Linked DNA regions of Capra hircus: region 2 is linked to region 1. The links are chromatin contacts, called in public Hi-C maps. All regions are on one chromosome and are shown on one strand. Each heading gives the region's core, a stretch centred on a gene start, on an enhancer-like site or on the middle of the called end of the contact. The rest is flanking DNA. Distances are from core to core; before and after follow the strand shown. Region 1 holds the start of CSNK1A1 (casein kinase I). Region 2 has its middle 20 kb from the start of MIR145.

What was found. A called contact is a pair of places that touch in the nucleus more often than the background predicts.
Region 2: a contact with region 1 is called in a Hi-C map of liver, with 2.8 times the contacts expected there. The contact joins the enhancer-like site here to the promoter of CSNK1A1 in region 1. A contact is called at or near these places in 3 of 5 Hi-C or Micro-C datasets (blood and liver).

Annotation. Positions count from the first base shown.
Region 1 is chr7:49,512,865-49,519,742 of ARS1.2, forward strand. It overlaps CSNK1A1 (casein kinase I), which reads left to right and starts at 1,265. Exons shown (of 10, transcript XM_005683156.3): 1 at 1,265-1,967; 2 at 2,584-2,690. The coding sequence starts at 1,845.
Region 2 is chr7:49,581,906-49,588,484 of ARS1.2, forward strand. No RefSeq gene overlaps it. Among named protein-coding and RNA genes, the nearest start is that of MIR145, 20 kb to the right of the region's middle. Within about 2 kb of position 2,381, at least 5 of the 5 cell types and tissues checked have an H3K27ac peak or open chromatin away from gene starts, as enhancers often do.

The DNA.
Region 1 (6,878 bases), core at 15-2,514:
GCTGATTTGGGAGTCAGGTGGCTTGGGTTTTGTTAGTGCAAAAACTTCACGTTAAACCTTAGTGTTTTCTCCGTTATCAAATTCAAGACATTTAGGTCAGAGATTTATGAATACAAATATTTAAGCCAGAAATAAAGTACCATGTAGGAATTCCACTTAAGATATCTTTCAGGATGAACCCTATTACTACTTGATCAGCTATCGAGGCTACAACTAAGTCTACATTTTAGTCAGGTTTTACAAAATTATCTTATTTGGGATGGATTTTCTATGTAAGTTTTCACAACTGAGGCTTTGATTCACTCATCCATCAGGGCTTGATTCATATTGCAAATGAAACACCATCATGCAGCTTTCTTTTCAGATTATCATTACTACCAAGCCCAATTTTCCCAGTTCAAATTTTTCTAAACGAAATTGTGCTCAAGATTTGATTCTCTGACCAATTTTTAGTAAAAAAAAAAAATTTATTGTGTAAAGTTTTGAACACAGTTCTATAATGAAGTTCTTTCTACCGAATGTTTTTGGGTCAAGACTGCAGTTTTCAACAAGACCAAGATACGATTTTTCCACGTTTCTTTGTCGGGGTGGGGGTTGCGAAGAGGGTAACTTTTGTATGTGCAAGTTTTTTCACGGCTCTAAATCTTATTTTCTATTGACTATATATTGGCCACTAACATTACTCGGATTTCTCCCCTGCCTTGGGTATCAAGTATCAGTGGGTAAACAACACAAAGACTTACAGGTGCAGGGTTAATTCCTGCTTTCCCTCTTTTCCTCTCTGTTAAAATAGGGAATCCAACACTCCCTGAAGCGCAGAATTCTAGTAAGACTCCTCAGCTAGACTGCTAAAACACCGAGCCCTGAACTAATCCAGCCCGTACAGGCCTGCTTTTCTCTTTCTTTCCACCAGAGGCGACAGCCTCTTTCAAAAGAGATACTGAACTGGAATGGGCCGGTTGGGGGGAGTAGCCCCAGTAAAGATCAAAAGGTTAAAAAGCGCCTCAAACAAAGAGCAAAGGTCAACACCCAACTCTTAAGGCCTGACGCACCATCTTCCAAGAAAAATGAAGGTGACTCCTCCCTAATATGCTCTCTAGGCCTGGGGCCGCGAAGCCTTTCAGAAACCAGGCGGGTCTGACGTGACTAACAGGTAGCTCACAGTGCAACAGTCGACGACCGGAAGTGGAAATGGGCCCCGGGCGGGGATTAGAAGAGACCACGGCACGCTTGCGCAGTAAGCAGGGTGGCAGTACGCGTGCGCAATTGGGCGGTGACGGAGTGACGTTCAGAGCGTGGGCCGCGACTCTCACGGATCCGGTTCCGCCCTCCTTCTTGCTGTCGACCCTCCGGGGCTAGCGCTCGCGATCCCTTTCCCACAGTGCTCTGCGCTGTGAAGAAGCGGCTCCCGGGGACTGGGGGCATTTTGTGTTGGTTGGAGCCGGAGTAACAAGATGGCGGCGTCGGCGGAGTGACAGGGGTCCCTCCGGGCGGGAGCCGGCGGCAGTGGTGGCAGCGGTATCGCCGCCCTAGCTTCACCGCTCTCCTTTTCCAGCCCGCGGCGTCGCCGGGAAAGCGAGGCAGCGGCGGCCGCCAGAAACAAGTGGCTCAGCCTAGTAACCGCGAGAACTCCTTCAACAATCTGCGGCCTGGCCAAAAAACCTGACAGCAGCGGTGATCAGGTTCCCCTTGGCCGATTCTGGGCCCTGTAACGCCGAAAAAGAGCCATCGTTTTCTGTTGCCTGCCGCTCTCCACAGCCTTTCCGTGGTCGAGCCCTAGAGGCCTCCATCCTCCCCTTAGAGGTGTCGGGGCTTAGCCCCAGCCTCCATCTTCGTCTCTCAGGATGGCGAGCAGCAGCGGCTCCAAGGCCGAATTCATTGTCGGAGGGAAGTATAAACTGGTACGGAAGATCGGGTCTGGCTCCTTCGGGGACATTTATTTGGCGATCAACATCACCAACGGCGAGGTAATCACCTGGGGTGGGGTTCACGACTACGCTGCGCCTGTCCTCACTCCTCCGCCCCGCGAACTGCTCGGGCCTTTTCCCACCGCACTCACGCACTGGGAAGTCCAGAGGGAGCCAGTTTTCCTGTCTTAGGAACCTCCCCCGCTCTCTTTCCCTAAAAGGAAAGAACCCGAGAGAAAGGTTGGGTGTACTAGGAAGTTTCCTAGCTTGTTAAAAATACACCTTAATCGAACTTTTAAAAAACCGTTGTTTAAGGTGAGAACGGCAAAATCCTATTTCTGGGGTCCCCTCGTTTTCTTCCTATATTTTTAGTTGACTGGGGTTCTTGTTCCCATTAGGCCAGCTACCGATCGCCTGGTTTCTTCATAACCCTCATTACGTTTTCTGGATGAATCATTTTCTTATACTTTAGAGGACGTGCCGCTTTCGTCACTGCCCCCTGAAGAGGCCTTTGAGGCTGGTTGCCTCGTTTTATAATTACAGAGATCTTTCTCTTCCCAGCCTCTCACCACCTTCTAGCCGAGAGTTGGAGATGTGCACATGTTTCCCCCTCTTTTGCCAAGTGACATTGAATCCATAAGGATGTTGATGCCATCATCCCCTCTTTCCCCTGCAGGAGGTGGCAGTGAAGCTAGAATCCCAGAAGGCCAGGCATCCCCAGTTGCTGTACGAGAGCAAACTCTATAAGATTCTTCAAGGTGGGGTTGGCATCCCCCACATACGGTAAGAATCCTTGAGCAAACAGGCAATCTTCTGAGGGAAGTACAGAATGGGAGAAAATGTGTAAGAGGCAGGCAATGGGACCAGCTGAATCCGGCTCTTGGCATTTGCGCTACCTGGGTTTCCGGTGAAGCGTAAGTCACCACAATCACAGTAGATTTTAGTTTGCCAACTTAGTTTAGGATTTCAGTTTGTTAACACTCTGCTCCGTTTAGCTTCCGTCATTCTTCCCGAGGCTTTCTTTCATTTGCAGTGAAGAGTATGCGGGCCATCTTTGATCCCAACGCGGAAGGGTTGCCTACTGCTTTCTTTCACCTCAGCTGTTCCCTTAGGTTTGTCCAGCGAAGTGGATTTGAGGGTGCCGAAGTGACCGGGCTGGGCCAGTTCGGGTTGCTATTGGAGCTGGCTTGGGAAATGGCTGCTCTTTTGTTGTGTTTTTGTTCCAACATGTCTTCCTCCTCCGCTTAGAAAATGGCGGAACGACGTGACTCAAGCACATATTCCTGCCCTTTTCACTGCTTGGGTTCATAAGTTATGCTTCCTGGATTCCGTCTTTGGCAGCTCCGAGTTGATTAAACCTTTGAAAAGCCTAGAATAAAGACGCAGGAAGTGGTGAGGTTCAAGGAAAGAGATGGTATAGTGACAGCCTGTTTGTGATCTCTGCAGCAGATGAGATGTGAAATTAAGTTTACTATGCAAAATCTCTCATAGTCCTTTCCAGAAGTGTTAATTAACCCTGTAAAGAATGGTAATGTTTGTTGCATTTCAGTCTGTGTACGAAATTTTGTGGGAAATGACAAAGGCAGTTTGAGCAACACTATGTTGAAATTGACTCAGTTGTATTAAAAGGAAGCTTAATCATGTAACCGCAGTTTGACAAGTAACTTTAACCTGTTGAGTTACTTGGTCAGTAACTCTTCACATCTGGGAAATTGTAGCTTTTTTTGGAGATGGGATATAGGTGAAGGCAAATAGTAATAAGGATAGATGATGACCAGATGAAGACATTGGGTCCTTTTAAATTATTAAAGGATTTTAGAAAAGTTCGACTTTTAAGATTAAAGAATATCTTTCTAGGATAGAGACTAAAACACAGTTTAAGACCCAGCCCTTTTCCAACAATTATTTAATAACGTTTGCAAAAAGATCCAGATACAGTGGATCCACATATATAACTGGAATGGTATTTACTGTAGCCTCTTTTACTATCCTAGCTTTTATTCTTCAAATCTTTATTCTGATGTGAAAACCAGAGAGACACTATCCTTAAAAAAATTTTCAATGGTCATAAACATTTTTAATGGAGAAATTGAATGATACAATTTTCTATTGGTTGGAAGTCAGAATAAATTATTAGGAAGAAAATACCAGGTTCTTACAAGATAAAGATTAATGTGAAATCTGAGATGATCAGATTTGAGATTTTTAATGGTTCTCATCCATTAAACCTTGCTGTGGAAAAATGAAAAACCTTGATTAAAATACTATCTTTTTTCGTCACAGAATAAAAAAATTTGTGTTGGGCTAAGAATTTTAAATTTCTTTCCTTTCGCATATATTTTCATCTCTTCACCTTGGCCCTTGCTGATTTACTTCCCATTACTAGTTTTTCTTAGAATTAAATGGAAATGCAATCGTGCAGTATGAGGTCATTTGTGTCTGGCTTCTCTAACCTAATGCTTTCGAGGTTGGGAGGTTTTATAAATTTCACAAATCAGGTTGAATTTAATGTAAAATCATTTTTACAAAAGCAATAAGTACCTGGCATTTTCAGTGCTAGCTCCAAATTAAGTACGTGGAGTTTTATTTGGTAGCTTTTATTTAAGAACAGCACTTACACAGACCAATGAGGGCAGTAGTTAATATGCTGATTACCCACATAAATAAATGAAATTGACCTGTGAGTAAAATTCTAAGAAATTGAGAGAGGGAGTTGTGGAGTTACAAACTGGGTGGAGCTAAAGAGATTAACTTGACTTTCAAGCTAAGACTTCTTGGGAGAGGAGATGGGATTTCAGGATCTGACTGACTCTTAAGGAAGAAAGCTTGGTGAACTGGTCAGGGAGGCTGTCCAAGAGTGAAGTCTGGCTACTGGGAGTAGTTTCTAAAGCAGAATGTAGTTATTGAATGAGGGTGAGGAAAGAGTGAACTTGTTTTAGGAGTGGTATAGTCCAGGTACATAGAACAAAAAGTGGATCATTGGTTTTAAAGTATGAGAGTGAACTGTTTGTCTACTGATCTGGGAAGGATAAGAAAGACTTATGCATAAGCTTTCTTTATTTTGGGTGACGACATCATCTGTTCTGCTTAGTTTGTTCCCCACTATTTCCACATTAACTATATGCGTGTGTGTTTGTGTTTAGTTGCTCAGTCATGTCCGACTCTATTGGCCCCATGGACTCCTTGGTCCATGGAATTTTCTAGAGAAGAATACTGGAGCGAGTCTCCATTTCCTGCTCTGGGGGATCTTCCTGACTCAGGGATTGAACCCGTCTCTTGTTGTATCTCCTGCATTGGCAGGCGGATTCTTTACCACTACCTGGGAAGCCCAATAAATACACTCAATAAATATTTACTTGGGAAATAATAAATTAGATTGCTTATTAGCTAAATTAAATAAGGCAGTCTATTCCCCATTGTATTAGGAATTTGACACCAACATTTCTGGACCTCACTAATATCTACCTTCTCCCTCAATCCACCCTCACCCTGAAAATTGTCTTAAGATTCTATGGAATATTCTAAAACAAAGGCTGAAAATTACCGGGCCTATATATTATAGCATGTCTGCCTTATCAAGTCCTTAGTTTATAAGGACCTTATTAAGGGATCTGTTGTGCAGAAGCACAGCTGAGTAGAAAGAGCAAAAGGGGGAGGATGGTATTCAGTCTTTAGGTATGTTTAAGAAACTAAAAGCCTTTGGGCCTTGTGAATTGACCTCTGGGAACTCATTTTAAGTTACTGTGTTTCTGTTACAACCCTCCTTTTTTGGTGCTACTTTGAACTGAATTCAAATCTGTTGTTCAGTTTAAATCTGCCATGTGGTATTGACGGAGTGATCTGGGATCAGTCGGTCCCTTAATCTTTTGGGGGATATAAATTTCCTCTTTTTTGAAATAAGAGGATTTTACCAAGTTGGTAATTTTCTGATTTTGTTGGGGTAGAAGTGTGCTGGAAAGAAAAGTTTGGAGAATTTCCTACTCTTCTCTTGGAAAAAGTTTTGCGCACTGAGCTTTTTGGTAGGGTTTGTTTTGTCTTTAGTATTTATTTTATTTTATTCTTTTGACTTTGCTGGGTCTTCATTAATTGCTGCGCATAGGCCTTCAGTTGGAGTGAGCAGAGGCTACTCTGGTTGCGGTGTGTAGGCGTCTCACTTCAGTATCTTTTATTGGGGCGCACTGGGCTCTAAGCACGTAGACTTCAGCATTTGCTGCATGCAGGCTTAGTTGCTTCGAGACATGTGGGATCTTCCCTAACCAGGGATGGAACTTGTGTCCCCTGCATTAGCAGGAGGATTCTGTACCACTGAGCCACCAGGAAAACCCAGGTAGGGTTTTGTTTAAACAAGTTTCCCTACTTAAATAAGTTACTGGCCTAGTTGATCTTAGGACTTGTGGCTATGAAATTTTAAGATTTATTTTCAGATGATGGTAGCTAGAAAGCATTTCATCACAGTTTGGTGTTTAGTCTAGATCTTACCTTTGAATGATATTTTCGTGAGATACCACTCAGGACCTTAAAAATACTATCTGCATCAGGTAAACCATCAGTTACTATTTAGGAGAAAGTAAATTAATGGGGTACAGTTTTATAGAAAATATGGTAAAGAAGATGGGAAAGGGCATAGGATAATTTTGGTTGTCTGGGTTGTTGTTTTTTTTTTAACCGCCCCCCCCCCCTTTTTTTCCCCCTCTGACATTTCTGACATTTCCCCTGAATGTCAGAAATCCTAAGAGATATTTATAAAGTATTAGTTAATCCTTGCTGTTCAGTGTTAAAAGCAGCTTAAATTTTAATCTTAGCTTTTTGGCACTGAACATATATCCTGTAAATAAATTCTAATACTGTTATCAGAGAACAAAGATGACATCGACAGTGGGTATGACTTTGTTAGAGAGATAATGTTACAGATCACCCGATACATGAGAAATGTGATTTTAATTCATAGAGTAACTAAATCCATAGAGTAAC
Region 2 (6,579 bases), core at 1,131-3,630, 70 kb after region 1:
AGCACAGCAAGAAAGAAAGAGAGAAAGAAAACAGTCAGGTCCCTCCAACCCGCTCAATCTGTTTCTGACCAAAGGGGCTTTTCTTTCTGCTAGGGATGGCTTGTCAGGGTGGGCTCCAGAGGGCAGATCCTGGGTGGGTTGATTCAAGTGACAGCCAACTTCCATTAGAACTCATGCCAGACACATTCCTGGGCCACTGTGGGCAGAGCACACTCTCTGTGCACCACCTCTCGCTCCCAGGGTCTAGTAAATCTCTCTTGGGGGTGGGGAATTGGGCCATAAGAGAACATGTGTGAACTCATCAAAGGCTGCAGCCTGACTCTGCTGCTAAGCTGCTAAGTCACTTCAGTCGTGTTCAACTCTGTGCGACCCCATAGATGGCAGCCCACCAGGCTCCGCCGTCCCTGGGATTCTCCAGGCAAGAACACTGGAGTGGGTCGCCATTTCCTTCTCTAGTGCATGAAAGTGAAAAGTGAAAGTGAAGTCTCTCAGTCATGTCCGACCCTCAGCGACCCTACGGACTGCAGCCATCTAGGCTCCTCCATCCGTGGGATTTTCCAGGCAAGAGTACTGGAGTGGGGTGCCATTGCCTTCTCTGGCAGCCTGGCTCTAGCCTTTCATTATTTCAATAAATATTGAAGATGAACAGATAAGAGGCTGGGCTTTCAGCCAGATTCCCTGGATATACCACTTACCAACGGTAAGACTTTGACTAATTCATGTAAACTACCGGTGCCTCAGTTTTCTCAGCTGTAAAAGGGGGGCAGTGAGGGCCCCTGACAAGGATGCGGTGAGGGATTAAAGTAGGATGGGCACATAGTAGGGCTACTAAGTGTTAGGCCCTGTGCCAGGTGCTGAGGGTACCAAGTAGATTTGCCTCCTGCCCCCACGGAGCATAGAGTCTAGGATTCAGTGGCTGCTGGGGACTCCTGCCCACTTCTGACCTCCACGCTGTGGGGAAACTGGTCTTTTCTCGGCCTGGTCTCAGCCAGCCCTGGTGAGGTTGATATCATGCCCACACATCTAGTACTGCTCTGCCCTCCCACCCAGCCTGGCTGGCAGGTGCTGGCAGAGCCCGTGCTCAAGGAGAGGGAGGCATTCAGGGTTAGGGATAAGGTTTAGGGTCAGGGTTAGGAAGAAGAAGCACTAACATCACCAGGAGCCACGTGGGGGTGGGAGTCCTTCTCCTGAGTGGCCACTGTGTGGCAGACACATGCATATAGACATCCCTTTAGGCATTTCGTAGGGCTGCTATAACAAATTACCACAAACTGGTGACTTGAAACAACAGGAATTTGTTTTCTCACAACTCCCAAGGCCGGAAGCCCAAAATCCAGGTATCAGGTGGGCCATGCCCTCTCCAAAGGCCCCGGGAGAAGTCTTCCTCGCCTCTTCCAACTTGGTAGCTTCTGGCACTCTCTGGCTTGTGGCCGTAGCACTCCAATCTCGGCTCTGTCTTCACACAGCCTTCTTTCTGTGGGCATTTGTGTTTCGTCTCTGCGTCCAAATCTCCCATAAGGACAGCAGTCACAATAGATTTAGGGCAACCCTACTGCACTATGCCCTCTTGATCACATCTGCCAGGACTCTATTTTCAAGTAAGGTCAAATTCACAGCTTCCCGTGGGTGTAAATTTTAAGGGGACACTATTCAACCCAGTACAATCCCTTAGCTATCACCTATCAGAATGCATTCAGTATTATTTCCCCCATTCTACAGATGAGAAAACTAAGGCACACACCAGCCCAGGGCCGTACAGCAAACCCAGGTCCCTGACCTACAAAAGGCCTCTGAGTCTGCAATGGCGATCAGATGCTAGGTTGCTAGACGAGAGACTGGAGCTACAATTATGAGGAAGAAGGAAGCAACAACAGGAAATTCTTAGGGCAACGTCCAAGGCTGCTTATCAGCCCAGGGACTGGACTTCAGCCTCCCAGCCCTCTTCCCTTCTCTTTCCAAGCCCAGAACCCTCAGCCCTTCCCAGGAAGCAGCTTAGCCTGATACTCTGCTGAGATCTGGGCTGTGCTGATCTGGCATGAATAAGCCAGCAGCAGCTCAGCAGGCAAAGCTGGAAGGAATGTTTATCTGGGGCCAACAGAAGGGAGAGGGTTGGAGCCCACAGCTGGAGCCACTTGCCTGGGAAGGGCCCCTATCTCGTGTGTGTGTGTGTGTGTGTGTGTGTGTGTGTGTGTGTGTGTGTGTGTGTGTGTGTGTGTGTGTGTGTGTGTGTGTGTGTGTGTGTGTGTGTGTGTGTGTGTGTGTGTGTGTGTGTGTGTGTGTGTGTGTGTGTGTGTGTTTCTGTTGACCAAAGGCCTTGTTGCCTGTGCTGGGGCCCTGCCAAAGCTTGGACAGCTGCTGATTCTGATCACAGCAGTCTGTTCATCAGGGAGGAAGGGCCCTTAGAGAGATCCCAGCGCAGGGGTATCAAATAATGACAGGTCTCCCATCAGAGGAGATGGTTGGATGGCATCACCGACTCAATGGACATGAATGTGAGCAAACTGCAGGAGATAGTGAAAGGAAGCCTGGGGTGCTGCAGTCCAAGGGGTGGCAAAAAGTCAGACACAACTGAGCGACTGAACAACAACCATCAGATTTCCTCCCTCTGAATCCTCCTCAACACAGTGCACCATCCAGAGCTATTATCTACCAACTGGATCTGACAGAAGGGTTAATAGCTGCCCTGTGGTTCCGATTCCAGACCCGGGAGTCTGAGCCTCAGTGATTCCTCTCCAGGGGATTGAAGAGCCTCCACCAGATCCTACAGCTTGGAGAGAGAAGCAGGCCGGTTCTCCCGATCCGAACCCCAGGCTCTTTTTCCTGACATCAGACTTATTACATAGGGTGACACCCAAGCCTTCCTGTCTTCCCACTCCCTGTGAATCATTGCTGGTTGCTGCCAAGAACCAGGTTTCACAGCTGCTGTGCTTGCAGCCCTGGCACTGGCTTCCGAGGACAGCTGCTGCTGCTGCTGCTGCAGGGAGCACCCTGCCCCCAGGGCAGCTGGTCTGTGTGCCGGGAAAGCACAGAATGGTGCTGAGGTACAGGTAACAGTCTGCCCAGCCCAGACAGTTCAAGGAGGGAATTCTGCGCAGAAGAAATCAGCATGTGTAAAAGAGTCTGACAGAGCTGAAGGGAGAAGGGGGGTGGGCGGGGGGTGGAGGAGGAGGTAGAGGTAGCAGCCTGAGTCCTGGCTTCAGTGACATGACACCATTGTCCTCGGGACCTGGGTTCTGGTCTTGGCTTAGCTACCACCTTGCTGCGGCTCTTGGAGCAAGCCCCTGCCCTTCTGGGCCTCGGTTTCCCCATCTGTACAGTAAGAGGGAGCTTTTTTCTTTACCACTAGCCAGTGGTAAAGAAACTGCCCGCTCCTCAGGAACTCCAGGAGATGTGGGTTTTATCTCTGGGTTGGGAAGATCCCTCGGAGAAGGGAATGGCAACCCACCCTAGTATTCTTGCCTGGAGAATCCCATGGACTGAGGAGCCTGGCTGGTTACAGCCCACGGGGTTGCAGAGTCAGACATGACTGAGGCAACTGAGCACACGGACATGAGCACAGTAAGGCAGGACCCAGCGCTCCTGTAGCCACTCCTGACTTGTCGGCCTCCTCACTGTCCTGGCTGGGAGCTGGCCCAGGGGTCCCTGGGCTTCTGCAGGAGCAGGATGGGGAGAGGGACACAATGTTCTTCTCATCTTTGTACCCCGGGGGCAGGAGGCAGCTTGGCACAGGGTACCAGCCACCACACACATCTCTGACCCTGGTGAGTCACACACCTTCTCCAGGCCCTTTCCTCCAAAGGGCAGCAGACCACTGGACCCAAGGCCCTGGCAGCTGGTGGGGCGGTTGGAGCCGGGGCATGCCTGCATGGCCAAGGAATGTGTTTACTTCCCCCCTTGCTGAGAGGAAACCCAGCAAGGCCCCTGCTGGATTCCTTCCCATCCAGACCAGCAGGACCTTCTGCCTCCTTCCCAGGCTGGCCACATGGTTCTAGGCAGCACCTCCCACCAGCCACTTTTCAGGACTATCCCGCATCACTTTATCCTTCCACAAATAGAAAACTGGGCCAGTCGGGGCCACCCACTGGCTTCTGGTCCTTGCCCTGGAACCAGGACCCTGCTCTCCCCTAGCTGTGTGTCTAACCACTGTGGAGCCCTCACAGGTGCCTTTCCCTCTCTGGCCTCAGTTTCCCCTTTCTCTTATGCAGGGGTAGGACTAGGTAAGCTCTGAGAGCCCCTTCAGGCCCAGGGGTCAGTGGAAAGTCCTGGGGAGGCAGGGTGATTTGGGGGCTGTGAGCCCAGGCTGCCATTCATTCACCAAGATCTCAGCACGGAATGTGCCACATTCTGTTCTAGGTGCCAACAAACCAGCAGCAAGCAAGACAGATGCAATCCCCGGCACCAGCGACGGAGATAGGCATTGACCAGACACTTAAGTGTGTTGAGAAGGAGAAGACTCCATATGAATAAACTATCAGAGTGGTGAGAGATGGCGGGTGGTGGGCAGGGAAGTCTTTTTCCTGGAGGTGACATTGAAGCTGAGATGCGGGGGAAGAGATGGTGCCCATGTCATCAAGAAAGGGGCAGAAGAGAGCATTCCAGGCTGCAGGACTGGTCTGTCTGAAGGAGTGAGGAGGAAAGACTCAGTAGGGGACATGCAGACCAAGGTGTTAACTTCACCATTAGAGCCCCTGGACCGTAAAAAGGACCCTTAACCTCCCCGAGGCTCATTGTCATCATCTTAAATTAGCCAAAATATCTAACTTACAAGATACTCACGAGGATTTAATTACATAGCTTATTCCAGGGCCTTATGAAGAATAAGTACTCAATAAATGGTAGCAAAGTATCTAGTTATGCCCTGTGTATATATGATTTATAGCTATTGTCTGATTATATTTTGTAATCCATTCTTCTGTTTTTCTTTATCCCTTTGTTCCTAACTTTGCACTTGCATGCTACATTTTACATATTTCTTTACATTTCTATAATGGGAACATTATTATTATTACTAATAGTAGTACCAATAATAGTAATAAAATGAGAATGTGGAAAAAACAAAAAGAATGTGGGAGCAAGTATGTAAGCTGCTATGCAAATAGAAGGAATTCTTATCACATATTCCAAATGTCTCAAACTTCATTGATATATAATACATTGCATCGCAGAATCAAAAGCTGCTTGCAAACCTGAAGCCTCACCTATGTGCGGGGAAGCTGCGGACACTGGGTCTCTTTTCTCATGGGGCTCTGGGAAATGGCATAAGGGATACACTGAACACGGGCAGATCCTGGAGGAAAGGAGGGAGTCAGGAATAGAAGCTCTGGGCCCTTGTGAGCACTGTCAGCAGGACTCTGGTTGACCCTCCTGAGGGAGAAAATTGGCTGCATGCAGACTGAATGAATGAAGATGAGGGAGAATTTTCTAACACATTCCTAACAATTCAGTTCTAAAGATGAAATGACTTCGAGAGGTAGTAATTATGTGAGCTGTCCTAATCCTTTAAGGAATGGATTCAAGCCTTGGATGGAAAGATGGTATTCTTGAGGGTGTGGTGGAGGATATGGAAAATTTGGAAGAGATAATGCCATCCATTAGGAATTGATCCGACTATAGGAAACAAGTTCAAAACAATGGCTTCCCAAGATGGATGCTTATTTCTCTCTCTCATAAAAGTATAAAGTGGAAAATATAAAGACAGGACGACCAGGGCCGTGGTGGCTCTCCTAGCTCGTTCACGTCCACCTCCCTGTGATGCAGCACTCACCCTAGTGGTACAAACAGGTGGCCGTCACACCCACCTTCCAGGAAGCAAGACTGAAGGGACAGAGACAGAGAGCTGAGCAGACAAAGAAGGGAGAAGCAAAGGAAGACTCAGAAGCACCACGTCTTCCTGGCAGAACTTAGTTACATGGCGCACCTAGTGGCAGAGGGGCATGGGAAATGGAACGTAGTCTTTATTTTTGGTAGCCATTAGCGTGAGCACGTGTACTCAGTCATGGCCGATTTTGCGACCCTAGGGACTGTAGCCCATCTGGCTCCTCTGTCCATGGAATTTTCCACTCCAAGAATGCTGGAGTGGATTGCCATTTCCTCCTCCAGACTGGCGTCTCCTGCGTCTCCTGCTTTGGCAGGCAGACCACTAAGGCCCCTGGGAAGCCCGTTGTGTTAAGTCGCTTCAGTCGTGCCTGACTCTTTGCCACCCTGTGGACTGTAGCCCACCAGGTTTCTCTGCCCATGGAGATTCTCCAGGCAGGAATACTGGAGTGAATTGCCATACCCTTCTCCAGGGGATCTTCCTGACCCACGGATCAAACCTGTGTCTCTAAGGTGAAGCCCCTTAGGTAGCCATGGTTCTAGCTAATAAATCCTTTAGCGGAAGGAGGGAATCGAGATTGAGGAGCAATCAGCATGTTTCTGATATCCTTCAGTTCCAAAAGCCCATAAGCTTGTGATTCTTGACCTTGTATCACTGTAACTAAGGTCCAAACCCTTACTTTTGACCCAAAGTGGGTATCTGAATAGAATAGGACAGGCTAAGACTGCTAAGGGAAGGCAGAAAGGATCACAGAAATGCTGTAT